Regions from separate parts of the Capsicum annuum genome. Here region 1 is linked to region 2. A link is a contact called in public Hi-C data. All regions are on one chromosome and are shown on one strand. Each heading gives the region's core, a stretch centred on a gene start, on an enhancer-like site or on the middle of the called end of the contact. The rest is flanking DNA. Distances are from core to core; before and after follow the strand shown.

Region 1 (2,700 bases), core at 168-2,667, 200 kb after region 2:
GTTAACGCAGATTAAGGGGGAAAAAACCATAAAGACAAATGATCATTTCTTGGCTGGAATGCCAACAATTTGAAGCATGCACTTCTTCAGAATGCATAACTTCACCCTTGAAAAGACATGAGTTTTAATAGCATTGTTTTTAAGTCTCACTTGACGTCCACGCAAATCTAAAGTTGAGCCTCCAATTGTGCCAGATGAGTGCAATGTCTTGAGTTAATAAGCCATTATATGGTTTTGGTCCCACTGTGCCTCAATTAAACAGTTGTTCCCTCCTGGAAACGAGCGCTCCTACTTTCCCACTACTCCCTCCATCCCTTATATGTCCATTCAATTGAACATGAAGTTTAACCTATTCGTCGGAATTGAACTCATCTAATTTTCTAAGTAAATCAGGACATAGATATCTTCATTTTAGGTAGGAAATTAACATGTTACGACTATAAATATTCAAATATGCTGAGGAAGTCATAATTTACAAATAAAAGAACTAGTTCAACCCCTCCAATAGTATATTGCTAATCACCGTAGAATGAAGAAAATAAAAAACAGCATAATCTGCAAAATAGTGTCAAAACACTTTGGCATGATCCAAAATACAAAGAATCATCGAAAATGATTTGTCTTGTTGAAAGAATAATATAACTTACATTCTCACTTCGTCCTCATCTTGGACAGCTGCCACAGGCGCTGTCTTTGAGAAGAGCAAACTATGGCTACTAACTCCAGCTATGCCCAGAGTTTCCAAAAACTTTACATGAGCCCTCAAAGTCTCTTCCCTGCAGCAAAACAGTTATCATTGTAAAAACTATTTGACAACAAAGGCACCACTTGGCTTATGAAAATAATATAAACTATTGCTGATTTTAAGGGGCACAAGCCCTGAGAAACAATCAGAAATCCTATCAAAGCTCAATAGGAGAACAATCACCCAAAATTACATGAGATATAAACACATTACATTTTGTGCTCATGATCATGCTCTTCATTCAACTGTTTTTGAGTATTTGATATGTCAAAACCACCATCCTTGGGAAGGCTAAAGAGCTCCCTAAGATCCTGAAAAGTTGACCACACAAACCAATCAGCAGAATTAATAATTTCAGCTAGACATACCAAATGTAACTTTTAGAATATCCACCTATCTATGCATATACCTGCTGACTGAAATAACGGATTTGTTCCTTGTGCTCAGTTGCTGTTTTGAACAATCCCCCTTTGTAAACCTGAACCATAAGTATAAGATAATGTGCATATAGAGAAGATAATTTAACAAAACAACTGCCTTCTGCCAAAGGATGTGACATCACACATTAATAAAACCATTGAAGTTTCTTAAAAGCAGGTCAGATCCTCAAATCGAGGAATTCTACGTTTATCCGAATTGCGTTGCTCCTGTTCTTAGAACTAACTTGAATATTAGTCAAGAGAATAAACAAAATTAAGAGGGAAAATGTGCTTAGATTCACAATATATCGAGATCTATTAATAAGTAGGACAATATTACGTAGAATACTTCATAAGATATTCTAGACTTTATTTTAGCAGCGGAAAAGACTCAAAAATACCCCCGAACTATCTGAAATAGCTCAAAAATGCCCCTCGTTAGATTTTTGGCTCAAAAATACCCCTCCGTTAAATATTTGGCTCAAAAATACCCCTCCCTCTAACGAAATTCGAAAAAGGATCAAAAATACCCCTGAACTATCTGAAATGGCTCAAAAATACTCCTCCCTTTAACGAAATTCCACGTGACTATGCCACATTACCATCCACATGTAAAATGTTAGTATTTTTTAATTATGTGACATTCCCTTCTTCTTTATTATTATTTTTATTTTTTTGCAAAACAGTGAAACGAAAAAACTAAAAAAACAATCTTTTACTAATTACTTCATTAGTGTTTTAAAAGTTCTAGATTTCACCTTTTCATTAGCGTTTTAAAAGTTCTAAATTTCATCTTGTTATTATCGTTTGAGACGAGGGACAGCTTGATCTTGATCTGATGTTGACTCGGAGGAGGAGCTAGAATTTTAACTTTTAAGCTAGCAAATGTTGATGTACTAATAATTGAGTTGAATTTACTACATGCAAATTCTTTTTCAAAATAAATGAATTCCTTTTAACACTTGTTTAATTATTCGAAATGAATTCATTTTTCTTAATTTAGTTTTGATGAATAATCTTATTATTTTTAGAACAAGTTCGAAAAGAAGTAAATGATAATTAATATTGATAAATTATTCTTTAATTATGTCATTCATTAACTTTTTGAAGATGTGCGCCACATTCAAAGATTCATTAATTTTAGATTAGAGGAGGTATTTATTAAATCATTTTAACATAAACATTTTGAGTAAAAGCTAGCAAAGCCAAACACATCTTTTGAGTAACTAATTTGAAGTTTAGTTTGAAATTTGTTACTTTTACGAGTAAATCTTAATTTTAACTTTGATACTGGCCTAATAATTAATGGGTTTATTAGTTTAATAAGACTATTTTGTTGGGTTTCACACTTTTAAACCTATTAACAGGAAAAAACTTATTTTTTAGATGACCAAAGAAATTTGATAATAGCGATGTTACATTTAATAAATTTTTTCAAAAAAAATATTATGTAACCATCGTTTGTCTACTTTGATTAAAAATTAAAAAGTCATATAAGTTTTGTCTGTTTCACTGACGTTTTTAAATAAAAATAAA
Region 2 (2,700 bases), core at 151-2,650:
TCGACCTAGAGTATGCCACGGATACCCCCAGCCTCCAAGCACCTCCACAGAGTCTCTCTGGGAACTTTTTCATACACCTCAAGATCAATGAACATTATGTGCAAGTTATTCTTCCTCTCCCTAAACTGCTCTACTAATCTACTCACAAAACAGTCACGGAAAAAACTATATATATTAGCATTTAAGCAACCAATGGTGTATTTTGGAAATTAGATATCAAAAGAAAGAAAAGAGAAACACCTCTTGAACCATCTGGTCTGAGGTTTATGCTATGCTGAAAGGGGAAGATAGTTATAATTGTTATAACTTTAATATTAGGGACTTTTAACAAACAACAAAAAGAAATTCCCATACGTCATTACCATGAAATTAGTTCACTCAATTTCACCAACCTCAATATTTAGGGTACAGACTATCACAATACCAAAAAATAGGTGTCAGAACAAATGAAGACACAGAAAAATCAACTGGATCAATAAGATAGTATCAAATTGCAACCTTATAAGGACAAAATCTAAACAAAAAACTCTGATAATAAACCATCCAAACTATCTTCAATTCGAATTTCTGAACCACACTACCGTTTGGCCATGGAAATAATAATTTTTCGGAGTTGGAGTTGGAGTTGAAGTTGTGTTTGGCCATGAATATAAATTGGAGTAGTTTCTGAAACTTTGCAAGAGAAATAGGAGTGAAAAAAAAAAGTGAAAACAACTTTTCCAAAATCAATTTCCACTAAAGTGAAGTAATTCTTATAGTCAAACACTATAATTTTCACTTTTTTCACTAAAGTGAAATAACTTTCCAGAAAAAAAGTGAAAAAATTCTGATGGTCAAACACCTGCTTTTGCCCTCACCAGTCAAAACCAAGGGCAAACAAGTAAAATACAGTTGAAACCAAAACTTACCTATCAAATTGCAGCCCTTAGCTTGAAGATCCCCAAATTTCTCCTGCGAAAATTAGGTAAAATTTCGAAATTACAGCAAAATCAATAGCACCACAATTAACAAACGAATCAAATAAATTTCAAACCAAAATCCCCTAAAAATTTGACAACGAATTAGTACATAAATGATAATAGTACGTACATGTTGGGGAGAAGAAATGACGTGATAATCGTTGAGAGCATTCCGGGAGGGGTCGCAACAGAGGAAAACTTGAGCTCCGTTGAGCTTGAGAGCATGGTGAAGCGCGTCGAATTGCTCCGGCGGAACGAGGTTTCTCGACATGAATACATTTGCTCCGGTGAATACCTTCGTTGTCATCATCTTCTCTGCTGCAAGTTGTAACTATACTTCCATTTCCAGGTGTTCGCAATTTTCTCTAAAAATTTTTTGAAGAAAGAGCGGGAATTGTTCATGAGTCGTGTAAATGGGCCCGGGTTCAGGTTTGGGTTAAATGGGCCTTCAGGAGCCTACCACAGCTTGGAAATATAATAGTTTTCCAAATAGCAAATATTACAAAAAAAAAAAAAAAAAATTAGCATACTTACGACTATAATTACAATAAATAGCAACATTTTTATAAAATTAAAATTTATAATATTATTGAAATTATTTTATTCATTAACTAGGCAAGTGCATGTTTTATTATCACTACTTTACATTTTTCTATTTTCACTTCACTATTTCACCTTCCCTAAATATTGTCATATCTTTTACACCATTTTTTCATCTTATTTTATTTATCATTTTATTTTTTTATTTTATTTTTATTTTCTTATTTCCACTTTAGTTTCTCTCTTCTATTTCTCTTCTTTTTTTTTCTTTTTCATTTTTTTTATTTGTTTTTCTTTTTTTTTCATATTTGAAGATAATTATCTCCATGATTTTCAAGATTTCAAAATAAAACATCATTATTGCCTTTCACTCTCTTATATCTCTACCTTTTTTTTTTGTTAGTTTTTTTTATCTTAGTTTTTTATTATTTTATTTTTTTATTTTGATTTCTTTTTTTCTTTTTCATTTTTTTCTTTCCACTTTATTTTCTCTCTTCTATTTCTCTTTTTTTCCTTTCTCATATCTTTTTTTTCTTTTTCTATTTCATTTTCTTCTTCTTTTTTCTATTATTTTGTTTCTTTTTTTTTCTTTTTTTTTTACACTTCTATTTCTCTTTCTTCCTTTTTTTTTCTTTTTCACTTCTTCTTTTTTGCGTTTTTTCTTTTTATATTTTTTCCCCATTTTTTTACTCTTCTATCTCTAACTTTTATTTTGAAAAGACAAATATGTATATCACATTTAAATAACATACAAAATACATAGTCATACAGATCTGGATATGTATTTACAGTACAAAACATACATATCATATTCATATTAAACAGTAAATAACATAACTATACTATATATCTTCATATGTATTTGCGAAATGCAAAGGTGACTCATATAAAATAAGAATATACATATGGATAAGGTATGTATTCTGTAAAAACATATGCAGAGCTATATGTATTTTATACGGTGTTGGATTTGTCTTTGAACTATACATATTATGTCATTTTAGAGGGTAACATATGTACTTATTTGTTTTCTTTCACTGTTTTAAGATATGTATATATATTTTTTTATTACATATATGTATATGTATATAATTGTTATTTTTGTTATAGAGATTTTGTGTCCTATATGTTTATATATAAATGTGAGTCGGATATGTATTTCTATAAATACATATGCATATATATATAAAATTATAAAATT

The links. A called contact is a pair of places that touch in the nucleus more often than the background predicts.
Region 1: a Hi-C map of bud shows a contact between it and region 2, with 2.9 times the contacts expected there. The contact joins the enhancer-like site here to the promoter of LOC107858822 in region 2. A contact is called at or near these places in 2 of 5 Hi-C or Micro-C datasets (bud and placenta).

The regions. Positions count from the first base shown.
Region 1 is chr1:152,432,499-152,435,198 of UCD10Xv1.1, forward strand. It overlaps LOC107858843 (protein CHROMATIN REMODELING 24), which reads right to left. Exons shown (of 30, transcript XM_047397991.1): 25 at 1,155-1,223; 26 at 959-1,056; 27 at 648-776. Among protein-coding and RNA genes, the nearest start is that of LOC107858843, 19 kb to the right of the region's middle. Within about 2 kb of position 1,418, at least 4 of the 5 cell types and tissues checked have an H3K27ac peak or open chromatin away from gene starts, as enhancers often do. A contact at or near this core is called in bud, where this site is marked.
Region 2 is chr1:152,232,581-152,235,280 of UCD10Xv1.1, forward strand. LOC107858822 (DNA topoisomerase 2-binding protein 1) reads right to left here and starts at 1,401. Exons shown (of 17, transcript XM_047397947.1): 1 at 1,090-1,401; 2 at 909-951. The coding sequence starts at 1,269.